2 separate regions of the Sus scrofa genome follow, and region 2 is linked to region 1. A link is a contact called in public Hi-C data. All regions are on one chromosome and are shown on one strand. The core of a region is the stretch at or near the end of the contact, and the rest is flanking DNA. Distances in the headings are between cores, read along the strand shown.

Region 1 (6,207 bases), core at 1,449-3,948:
ATCTTGACTTGCGTGGGCGTGAGGCGGATGAGGCTGGCCAGGTGCTCCCGCTCGGGGGCCGACAGGTACCTCTGCTGCCGGAAGCGCCGCTCCAGCTCGTAGGTCTGCGCCTTGGAGAAGAGCACCCGCCGCTTCCGCTTCTTGCCGGCGTCCCCTCCGCCGCCTGGGGTCTCCTTGTCGTTGTCCGGTGACTCGTCGGCCGAGGGCTCCGGGGACTTGGAACTCGAGTCTTGGGGTGCCGCGCCGGCCGCCAGCCCATGCACTGGGGGAAAGAGAAGCCGGTCAGGCGCCTGGAGGCTGCGCGCGGCTGGGCCTGACCCTGCGCGCCCAGGATCCTCCGTGCGCCCTCGGCCCTCTGCGCCCCTCAGCCCGGCCCCACTGCTCGGCCTCGGCCCCCGCCCTGCTCCACGCCTGACGCCCGGTCCGCATCCCCACCCGGGCAAAGAGGAGAAGCGGCAGGAGTGGGGGCTGGGGGCTCTGGTTTCTAGGGGTTCGCACAGTGTGGGTGCGTATCTGGGGGGGGAGTGGCCCGCTGAGGAGATCAGCGCGGGTTAAGGGCTCCGGCCCCCTTAAGCAGTTTCCTCTCCGGAGAGACGTGGGCAGATTTTAAAAACAAAACCCCCACAATCCCGGCATTGATCGGCTCAGCCATTTAAGGCAGGTTTTTGGGGGCTTTCGTTTCTGCTTTCCCACTTTCTGGACACCCTCCGCACCGCACAAAGCGTCCTCTATGAAGTGCAGGGGGCAGGGTGAGCTATTTATACCCGGGCCACCCTCTCCGGTACCCCGAGGCTGGCTGGCTCGCTCCAGTGCTCCAGGCCAGTCCCTCCCGGCTGTCGGAATGGGGGAGGGGGCTCGGGCCAGAGCCGTCAGTCCCGGTTGACGTCTGTAACCAGCCCTTGGGAGGTATTCCCCTCCCCCTCTTCTTCCTAATTTCTCTTTTTTGGGGAAAAAAAAAAATCCGAGTCCAAGTCTTTTTCCTGGACCAGAGGGGCTTGACGAGGAGGGAAGAGTTGGGGCATCGTAAACAAGCGTTAAAAATCTTTCCCGGGGCGCAGGGTACGGGCTGTGGTTTACAAGGCTCCTTCCCGTTTCCCCCCGGCATCCGGCTCAGGCTGCGGCCACAGGAATAGAGGCGGTCACAGCCGCCGCGGCCAAGTTTCGCTACTTACGGGAGTACTGGAGACCTTCGGTGCTGGCCAGCCAGCGCGTGTACGGGTTGTCGCTGCTGTCGTAGAAGGGGTTTTTCAGGGGCAGGCTCTGCACGGTGTCCAGGGCGCCCGGCCCCAGCGGCCCGGCCCTCTTGGCGGGCTCCCGCCCCTCACTTTCCTCCTCGGGCCCTTCGGCCACCGAGCCCTCCTCATCGTTGGTGTCTGGCAGGTCCAAGATGTCCTTGACCGAAAACCCCGTCTTCGTGTTGGTCAGCGACATGGCCGGGACCCCGCAATTTATGCCGCAAAGTTGTAGCTTCACTTGGTCAATTCGTGGCGCTCTCAGTCGGGGCGGGGGAGGGGATATGGGGAGAGGGGTTGGGGGAGGGGAGGGGGGATGGGCTTTAATTATTGAGATTATTATGTTTAGGAAAGAGAAAGAAACTCTGGGAAAGGGTGGGGAGGAAAAGAAAAAAAAAAAAGAAAAAAGCCCAACGCGTTGCCTATGTCTTCTCTGCAAGCACTCGGAAATGGACGCGGGGAGTCGGGCGGCCTGCGCGCCGAGCGCCGCCGGCCGGGCCCGAGTTTGTAACTCCAGGAGGGGTGCCAAGGCGGCGTCAGCTCCGGCTCCGGCGGCCGCTCGGCGCGCGGTGGCGGCTGGTGGCGAGGAAAAAATGGGCCATTGCCCGAGCGATCAGTCCATATAAGGCTGGGCTCCACTCACGAACCTGGGGAGAGGGGGGGAAGAGGGGGAGAAAGAGAGGGAGGGAAAGAGAGAGAGAGAGAGAGAGAGGGAGGGGGAGCGAGAGAGGGAGCGAGAGAAGGGTGGAAAAAAGGAGGGGGGAGACATTAAAACGCAAAGGTTGGACACGTGTGGGCGGGTCTTGGAAGTCAAGTGGATGAAGACTGTATTTGCAGATGTGAAATTGTGGGTTTTGGGGAGCTCCGCGCTCCCAGCCAACGGCCCTCTAGAGCAAGATGAGAGGTGTAACGTGTCAATTAATTGCAAAGACGGGGCGAGCCTTTTTTTAACCCAGTATTTACATACAAAGGACCACCGCGTCGCTCGCGAGTCCACACACTTGAAAGGGCCGTTTTAACAAATTGCATCTTAAAAAAAAAAAAAAAGCGGGGGAGGAGGAAAGAAAACAAAACAGAAACCCGGAGGAGGAGAGGAAAAAAGAATCCTCCTTAACATTCACCGGTTCCTCCCTCCCCGCCCCCGCGCGCCCGCCCCCAGCAAGCCGGAAAATTGGCGATTTGTGGCGCCTTTGGAAAAGGGGGAGGGGGCGAAAGCTGAGCCGCGGAAATCTCTCCTTCCCATCGCTGGCGGTTCCCTAAACAAGATCCGGTTCAAATGGCAAGAGCCCAACTTCTGTAAGCCTCCTAGGTCAATATTTTGGTTGAGGCTTAAGGATGAGTACTAGAAATGACAAGGCAAGTAATTGATTCTAGTTAACGCAGAAAGAGCCCGAAACCCAGGAGAGGGATCGCCTCGGGGCTGGCCGGAGCCACCACCAATCGACCCCCCCGCCCGCCCCGCCACCCTTTATTTGCTAAAGACATTTATTTCTTTCTCCTCGCCTCCCCTCTACCCCTCCAGCCCTGAGCGTCCGAGCAGGACCGAGCAGTTCACTTTCTGCTACGCGGGCGCCCGGGGAGGGGCGGTGGGGGTGGGGAGGTCTCACTCTGGCCGCGCTCGGCCAGGGCCCTGCTGCCTCCCAGCCCCGCGGGCCGCCTCTCCGGGTGGAGGCAAGGGCAGACGGCCCCGCGCCCTCCCTGCCCCCTATTATGCCTCCCTCTCCAGCCTCCGGCGGCAGTGGAGCGGCGGGAAGCGAGAGGGGAGGGCTGACGGGGCGGGGGCGCAGTCTCCGGCCCGGGTGAGGGCCCCGAAAACCGCGGGGGAGGGGGTCTTAGGGCGGGAGGTGGTGCGGCGATTTCTCCTGAGTTTTCTTCATCCTCGCGATTCCTTTCGGACGCCCCAGAGGCGCGTTCTGGGGATGCACCCCAGCTTCCTAGCTGGACTGAGGTTTGTGTGCAGGTCCCCACCCCTCGCCCGCCTGGGAACTGAACTTTCTCGGGACCACACCTCCTCCTCCCAGCCGCCGAGGACAAGTCCACGCCGCACTGCCCACCCCTCCTTCCAGATTTGGGGGGGGGTGCTACCTGATGCTCGTCCGCCCCAGAGGAGCTTCGGGACGGTGCTTTGCCTGGGGGCGGGGAGGGGCGGGAAAGGCCGCCGCGGGAGTTGGGGTTTGGCCACCCCCTTGGCCCTCCGCCGGGGCGCTTTCTCGCCGGCCGAGCGCAGCACCCGGGCGCCTGTCCTTCCCGGGCTCAGCTGCGGCCGCCGCGCCCCAGTCGCCCCCGAGTTGCCAGCGCCCGGCGAGGGCGCCTCTCCCCGAGCCGCTGGGCGGCTTTCTGCAGCCCTCGCTGCCTCGCCCCCAGTATGTGACGTGGGTGACAATGGCCCAGGTTAGAGCGAGCCCCTCGTCGGCGCGTCCTGGGTGGTCGGACCCGGGCAAACACAAATACAAACCGATTGCTAAGCTGCGGACAATGAGCGAAATGTAGACAAATGTCCCGCTCCCGTTGGAAGCCTTTGTCCCGGCTCGGTTTTTGCATTTATTTCAGTGGCGAAATAATACATGATTGACGCTCTCTTTCAATGTGTCCTAACTGTTTGGAATAAATCTAAGGTTGTTCCTAGTTGTCATGGCATTCAACCCTTTTCAATGGACTATCTCTTCATTCATTTCTGAATCCGTCCACAATATTAAGGAAACCCCTTCATGTCGACGCTCCCCATTCCTCTCTTTCTCCTCCTACTTTTCCTTTTCTCCTTTCTCCCCCTCCTTCCCCCCTTTTTTCCCTGCAAGAATTAGAAAGTGGTTTGAATCGTGTTCCTCGAACCCATTACTTTTCGTGCTTTTTCCCCTTTTCTCTTTCCAGTCTGCCTTTCCCAGCCTCCCTCTGCCGCGCCTCCCTCTCCCCCCCTTCACTGGGGAGCTCCCTGCCCCGCGCAGCCTGGAGGAGGGAAGTTGGGTCTCCAGGCGTGGCGGGGGCCCACAGTTTGGAAACAGAGGCTGTCTGGCCTGCCCTGGCCATTGTTACTCAGCTGCTAAATAAATAACTGGTGAGGAAAAGTTCCTCAACCCAAGCTTTGCAGAAAAATAATCATCCCGGTCCCTCTCTTATTCCTCTGTCCCAAGGGAGGGCTGTCTCTTGGGGATCAGCATCCGCAATGGAGAAGGACCAAAAGTAAGTCTGGTTGGGCCAGGCCAATTCCTGGGCCCCTTTTGGTCCTGGGTCCCTTTTGGCAAAAGTGTCCCTTTTGTATATCCCCTGAACCATCTTTGGAAGGGGTGTCCCCGGACCCATCCCTGGAGCCTGCTCCTTTCTTACCTTGGAACTACCCAGCTGGTAAATTCTCCCTTCCCTCACGTTGATTAGGTCCCTCCCCAATCCCCCAAGTCAGCTCGTTGGGCAGAGCACCCGGGAGACAACCCTTCTCCCACAGGGGAGTCCAGGCTCCCCGGAATTGATCCCGGAGAGGGGGCGCTGACAATGGCCCCTAAGGAGGCCCCAGGCCCAGTTCACGGAGGTGGGGGGGGGGCTCCGCCCAGGGCCAGCCCCTTGGCCTCATTCGCACCTTAGGTCGCAAGGGTCCCTTCCCTGAGCACTTAAGGGGCCACACACCCCCGCCTGAGCAGGCCATTCTGGGTCTCTGATCCCTCCTCCACCCTCACCTCAGGTACTTTTCCTGCCCCAGACCTTGAAGCCAGCGGTGCCGGGAGGGAGTGGGAGGGGACCTCTGCCTGGCCTCCCACAGCGGTGCTCAGCCCCCTATGGAGTCTGATCCACTGTGCTCGGGGTCTCCCTCCTGGGACCTCAAATCCATTTTGCCCAGCGCTTGGTAGCCCATGCAGTTCCCGAGTCCGCTTCCAAAGCGCTGACATTTGCAATTGAAAAGGCGCAGGGAGACCACTGGGAGGCCCGTAATTGAAGGGGAGAAACTCTGCTTGTTAGAGGAAGATCATAAAATGCAAGTCCCTTGGGAGAGGCCTGTGGGCAGACGCAGGGAGGCCGGCTGGGGGACCAGCTGGCAGCCGGGGGGGCAGGTCCGGTGCCCAAAGCACACTCCAGGGTCTCCCGAATTTCATGTGTCCCGAAGCGCGGGGCCAAGCACCAAATGCACCTTTCCACACAAATGAAACAGGTGATTGCATCCGTAGGGCTCCCCAAGAGGTCCGATGGGGGCACCTCGGCCTGACATTTTCCAGCTGGGGTCTCCTCCCAGAAGGCTGAGAGGGTAGAGCCCCGGGTCCCCTCCCTGGTGCTTAATGTCTTGCCATCTGCGCCATGTCAGCTCTGGACATAGCTGTGTTCTCTGGCACCAGTTCATCTGGACTGAGATGTGCTCTGATCTCCCCAGCTGGGATTCTTTCGTAAATTCTTCCTGGGTTCCACCTTGCAGCCAGGAAAGGACAAAGTCCTGGGTTCCATCGTGTTTGCGTTGGGGCTCTGCCGCTGTCGACAAGAGAGCGCTTGAGCTGCTTTGAACTTGAGGAGAAGTTGAGATGGATGCTAGACATTTAACTGCAGCTGTTCTGGGCCGGTGGGAGACCCGCTTAACTCTTTTTGGTGTGTGACCCCACCCAGTACCCCTGCCAGAGTCATAGAGCAGTCAGAACCCACTGCCCCATTCTCTCTGCCGGCCTTGGGGCTCCAGGTTCCTTACAAACCTCCAGCTCTACATCCATCCTTCCCACGTTTAGGAGGGGCTCAGAGGGTCACAGGCCCTGAGGGGAAGTGGAGGAAGGGGTGGGGGGAGAGAATCTTCCTCCCTGGATGCTAGAAGAAACCTTCTTAGGAGGCTTCTCAGGCCTCTACGCTCCTCTCTGCCGCTCCGGGTCCAGGAAGGACAGAAGTGCAGGGGCTGCAGAGCGCGGGGGAGTGAATGTACACAGGCTAAGTGGCCCCACTCCAGGACAAGTGGCCCTTCAAGTCGGCCCAGTGTTTACCTGTTTACTTTCCCAGGTAGCTCAAACAGGAGCAC
Region 2 (5,923 bases), core at 2,481-4,980, 140 kb after region 1:
ATTTCCGCTGCGCCATGACGGGAACTCTGTTTTCTCATTCTTTTTTTCCTCCTTTATCTCTGAATGGAATCAGGTAACTGCTTTGTTATTCAGGTGGACAATATTCATCTCTTCTTGTTTGTCCACTTCATTTTACCAAAATGAAAAAATTTTCTTTGCCTCTCTCTCCTTGCATTTTCAAGGACATCTGGCCATCAGCCCCCAGTGTAGGGGAAAGAGCAAGCGCTCCTTCCCACCACTGCCAGCTCGACCTGGTTTTGCTAATAAACGTTTCCAGGCTGGCAAATAATATGCTAAGCTAGGCAACAAACTTCAAGGCCAGTGCCGTCACCAGCAGGACAACTGGAAACAAGCTGGAAGGTGTTTCTTTTTCTTGGGGCTCTTTAAAAATGCTAACTGGCACCATTTCCAGCACCTTACAGTTGGGGTCAGGGGACTCTGTGTGTCCTAGGAGCGGCAGGTGCAAGGATAAGGCACCCACCCCCTTCCCTGCAAGTCCACCGGGCTGACCTGAAAAGGAGGAAGCTCTCCCTCCTCCCCTCCCCCCAGACCCCCACCCCGACCCCCACCCCTCACCACCGCGGTCCCTCCGGTGGCTGCTTTATCTCAGTCCCCTTTCCCTGGGAGCTAGTTCGTTCCCTGGGGTTTGCAATTCTCTGATTTGGGTCATTTCTCCCTTTATCTCCGCTCAGCTGGTCGCTTCTTACTCATTACAGTTTTTCTTTTTCTTATTTTCTTTTTAGGCCGCGGGGGGGGGGGGGCTATGGGGCTCCCAGGCGAGGCGGACCAGGAATTAGACCCGAGATCCGAGCTGCAGTCGCGACCTAAGCCGCACGCCGGATCCTTAACCCACGGTGCCAGGCTGGGGAATCTAACCTGCGTCCTAGCGCTCCCAAGACGCCGCCAATCCCTTTGCACAACATCGGTAGTTTCTACTCGTTACTATTTTTTAAGGGTGGTGTGCAGGATCACCTTTACAAAACGTGTGTGTGTGTGTGTGTGTGTGTGTGTGTGTCGCGGGGGCACAATATAACCTGGTGCATAAAGTGCGTTTGTAGCCTGCCCTAGTTTTTTAAAAAGCAAATTTTAAAAGAAAGTGAAGCAATTTTGCTTGACTTTGCTTTCCAACTACACGACCCACGGCACAGTGCTCTTAAAATCACAGCGAAAGCGCGGGGCCTGCGCGGAGCCAGGACTCCCCCGGAGCGCTCGCGGGCTCGCAGGCCTGGGGGCGCCGGCCCGAGAGAGGACCTGGGATCCGTCCCTGCTCGCTGTCTCGGGGCCCGCGCTGGTCCTGCGGCCCCGTTGGGAGGGGGCTGGGTACCGGCTTTCGTCTTTCGTCAGCGCCTCGAGGCCCCTGAGCCTCCTCGGAGGGAGATGCTGCCTCTGTTTTCTGCGCTCTAGTCCTTCCCGGTCGCCGACCCGGAGGGCGCCCGGCCGGGTGGTGGCTTCTTCAGCCCCGCGGCCCCTGAATGGAACTAACTTACAACGGTTTAGGTTTCTTCTGAAGCCATTGCAATGCGCGGCTCCAGGGACACCCGGGCCTAGAACGACCTGCACATTCGTTTGCACTCAAATAACTCCCCGAAACATTTCCACCAAAAACCAAAGCGACGCAGAAGACGTAAAGGACGACTTTGTCCAGGACCTCTATCTCGCAGCCTTAACTTTCGGGTGCTGGGCTCAGGCGGCAAACAGTACTAGAGACACCCGCAGCCCCCGGGAGGCACCTCTTCCCGCCTCTTTGCTTCACGCTTTTGGCAGGAGTTGCCTCTCCGTTTTCTGCCCCAGGAAACCTGCCTCAGTCCCCGAGGCTACTCAGGGACCCTCGAATCTATCCTCCGCCCTCCCCGCGTCCAGTCCCAGCTGGACGCGTCGTCTCACTGGTCCCCGCCGGCGCCCTTAGCTTGGCGGCTGCGGGTCCGCGGGAGCCGCTCTGCACTTTGTTCCACGCTGCGCGCCCCGGGCGCTCAAAACAGCGGAGCCAAACCCAGCCCAGCGAGCTTTTTACCTCCGCGCGCTCAGCGCCGACCTCGTCGCCGCCCCCGGCCATGGAGGAGACCAAGCTGTATCCCGAGAGGAGGAAAAGACTTTTCCTTTACTTCTGCAAGCCCACCTTTGGGCCACCTCACCCCCAGCCCAGCCTCCCGCGCAGCAGCCGGTGGAGCCGAGCCGCGGGCCGACAGGGGGCGACAAACTGTAAGCTTTTTCGTGGCGGGCCGGGAGCCGGCTGCAGCCAGCGCTGTGTGGTCCTGCAGGCGGCAACTGAAGGCTCGGAGGGGTAGGGGTGGGAGGGATATGGGATGTCAAGTAAGATCTGGCGGGCTCCCGCACCCCAGAGAACCCCCGGGCGCAATCCTCCTGGTATCTCCTCCTGCTCTGGAAGGGCTGAGGGGAAAAGATGCGTCCTGGGTCTCGGGTTGCACCTCCTTGCCCGCGCCCCGCGGTCTACCGGCACAGATAGGGGGATGCTCCCTCGACAGGACAGTTGGAGCGAACCAGCTCCCATCGCGGCACCCCAGCTTTATTTGCTCTTCTCAGAGCGCAACTACAGCGGGGAGAAATGGCTGGAGCTGCTTCGCCTTATCTTGAGGATGCCCCCGGGGTTATGGGAGTTGCGTTTCCCAGGTCTAGGAATAAAATTTTTTGGTTTCTGGCACCCCACTCGAAATTCAGGCAACGAAAGTCTAGCTCAAGGGCTAACTGGTTCCAAACCACCCGGAGAGAACTGAAGGGGCGCATTCCACTCCCCGAGGTTCCGGGAGCCCTAGGTCCACTGAGTGCTCAGCGTTCTGCTCTGCGCCCTTGCAGAGTTCCTGTTTCCCATTTGCCCACCTAAGTCCAAACCACCCTTTCCCCTTTCCCAACCGACCCTGCGCAGTCCTGGACCGGCCTAACTTCCAAATAGCCCCCACCTCTCACCCTTGTACTGCCTCTCCTTTTCCCATTCCCTGCGTCCTCCCTGAAGCACCTGGAGGCCGAGGCTGCAATATGTTTTGTGTGCTGTGGGAGTTCACCTCTTTTGAACTCGGGTATTCTTTTTCCAGGGAAAATTATTGGAGTTATCTGCTGGGGCCTGCAGCACTCCCTCCTAAGGGCCGGGATTTATCATTCAGCCCATAATTGACACATTCAGGTGGATTAGGACGCTTTCAGGTCCCGCAGCGGAGAGAAAGGAGTCAGGGACTGGGTGGTCACTGCTCCCAAGGCCGAACTGAACGGGTCCATCTGTGCCTCCATCAGCATCATTGTGCAGGAGCTCTGAGCCACTCTCCCCCCACCCCCAGCTCAGGGGTGGAGGGGCTCTTCCCTCCTCCTGAGGAGTGCATGGTAGTCCTGGGAACCAGGGTTTTTCTAGACTCCGGGCTAGGCACCCCTTCCTGTTACTCAGGGCCCATTCCTGCTATTCCATATGCAGCCCAAAGCCCTTTGCTCTTACTGGCCCAAAGTTCAAAACCCACAGGTCCTGGCCTGGGAGTCAGTTCAGCACAAAGCTAGGAGCCCTTTCCCTTCACCTGCTCTCTCCTGGACCCCACTTGGAAGTTTCTTTGGGCCTATCACAGTTAGGGCCGACCACACCCTGGGAAATCTACAACTTGGTGTTGATGCAAGGTAAATGTAGAGGAAAGAGTTAATGCTGAGGCCAAAGAGTTCAGAGCTGTGCAAACCCTGCTTATATGAAGGGGAAAGGACCATTCAGTGGTTTAACAAAGACTCCTGGAAGCCGAGGATGCTGGTTGAAAGGTGAGGCCAGCCGGCTCAGCTTGGGAGGGTGCGGGCTTCTGACTTGGGATAAAAGAACTGTCCTTCAGGCCTAGAGCAGGAGCTACAGCATGGGGTCTTTGGCGCCACCAGGATGCCCTTGGGGTCCAGTCAGGGGGGAGGAAGAGGGTGTCCTTGTTCCGGGGCCAGCAGGTCAGAATCCTTTCCCACCTGAGTCCTGTGTCACCTCTCAGAGAAATGAGTTCAAAAGGGTGGGCCTCTTTGCAGAAAGACAGAATTTAGAATGTGCCCCTTGCATGACTGAAATCACACTACCCCCCCCCAAATTGGGTGGCTGTTAAACACTGCAGATATTTTTTGAGAGTGAGATTGGCGTGTCATCCAGAAATGGGACAGGCAGGAGTCACTCCACGGAAAGTGTCTTGAACCCTCCTCACGGGGGCTCTGCTCTAAGCTGGGTTCCCACTGGTTGCCCAGGAGTTGGGGGGGGGGGCTGGGGCGCTGGCACCCCTCTTCCCCTGCCCCGCACCCATCGCCTTGCCCAGATTCACTTTAATCCTGGGATGTTTTAGCAGTTATGACAGCGGAGGTGAGTCATAAAACTAAAACCAAAACTAGTACTAGTGCTAATAAATACTCATCAGTTTGAACCGAGTAACCCATCATTCTCAAAACGCAAGGGGGTAAGGGGCTTCAAGGGGACTAGAGCAAGTGGAAGGTCCCAGGCCCAGCTGGGATTTGGGTGTGTGTGTGTGTGTGTGTGTGTGCGTGCGTGTGCATGTGTGTGTGTGTGTGTGTGTGTGTAGGGGGATGGGTTCCGAAGGAGGGCCGAGGGGGGAGGACGCGAGAAGGGGGTAGGGTTTCGGGGCGGGGAGGGGGCCGCCGGGGCGCGGTGACGGGAACCAATGAGCTGCCAACTGGCGCGTCTCCGGCGTGACTGCCGAGATTGACGTGGAGGACACGTCAAATTGATCCCCGCTCTCCGCAGCCTCCCGGTCAGACGAATTTCTCCTAATCGGATGAAGTTCACCCTAGGCCTGGGGTCGCGGGCGTGGAGAGTGTCCTGGGAGCGGGCGGCGGCGGCGGCGGCGGGCCCAGGGACGGGCGGCGGCGCGCTCGGCGGCGGCGCCCGGCGCTCTTCCAGCCCGCGGCCCGGCCGCCGCGGCTCTCGGCTCGCGCGCGCCCTCCCTCTATGCCTCTCCCGCGGCTGCGGCGCCCGAGCTCTCCCGGACCGCGCCGGGCCCAGTCCCGGCCGCCTCGGCGCCAGGCAGCTGGCCCGCCCGCGCGCCATGGGTAAGGGGCAGGCGGACGAGGCGGGGGGTGTCCCGGCGCCTCCCTTCCCTCGCGCCCGCCGTGCCCGGGAGCCCGGGTCCCTGAGCAGCCGCGTTCTCCGCACGCCGCCAGTCCCGGGGAGGGGGGCGTTCGGCGTGTCGCGGGGAGGGGATGTCCCAAGTAGACGCGTCAAAAGTCGCGAAACGGCACGGAGGGCTGAAGCGCGCGGCGCCTGCGCCCCTGCCCACTCCCGGAGCCGGCCCCGGTCCGTTCGCTCTGACTCAGAGGACCCACCGGTCACCTTCGGAGGCGCCCCGGGTGCAGCCCCTGTCCCCGCAAGACCACCCTCGGCTAACCCGCCGGTGTTCTCTCCCCTCCCCTCACTCTCGTCGGGCGCGTCCGCAGAGCAGACGTACGGCGAGGTGAATCAGCTGGGCGGTGTGTTTGTCAACGGCCGGCCCCTGCCCAACGCCATCCGCCTGCGCATCGTGGAGCTGGCGCAGCTGGGTATCCGACCCTGTGACATCAGCCGGCAGCTTCGCGTCTCCCACGGCTGCGTGAGCAAGATCCTGGCGCGCTACAACGAGACGGGCTCCATCCTGCCCGGGGCCATCGGGGGCAGCAAACCCCGTGTCACCACTCCCAACGTGGTCAAGCACATCCGGGACTACAAGCAGGGCGACCCCGGCATCTTTGCCTGGGAAATCCGCGACCGGCTGCTGGCCGATGGCGTCTGCGACAAGTACAACGTGCCCTCTGTGAGTTCCATCAGCCGCATCCTGCGCAATAAAATCGGCAGCCTGGCTCAGCCCGGGCCCTACGAGGCGAGCAAGCAGCCGCCGCCGCAGCCTGCTCTGCCTTACAACCACATCTACCAGTATCCCTACCCCAGCCCTGTGTCTCCCACGGGCGCCAAGATGGGCAGCCA

Evidence for each region. Hi-C and Micro-C count contacts between places; a contact is called where the count stands out from the background.
Region 2: a contact with region 1 is called in a Hi-C map of epiblast stem cells, with 5 times the contacts expected there. The contact joins the promoter of PAX1 here to the promoter of NKX2-2 in region 1. A contact is called at or near these places in 2 of 47 Hi-C or Micro-C datasets (embryonic fibroblasts and epiblast stem cells).

The regions. Positions count from the first base shown.
Region 1 is chr17:29,276,874-29,283,080 of Sscrofa11.1, forward strand. It overlaps NKX2-2 (homeobox protein Nkx-2.2), which reads right to left and starts at 2,699. Exons shown (of 3, transcript XM_021077994.1): 1 at 1,173-2,699; 2 at 1-262. The coding sequence starts at 1,431.
Region 2 is chr17:29,417,387-29,423,309 of Sscrofa11.1, forward strand. PAX1 (paired box protein Pax-1) reads left to right here and starts at 3,731. Exons shown (of 5, transcript XM_021078255.1): 1 at 3,731-3,744; 2 at 4,712-5,923. The coding sequence starts at 3,731.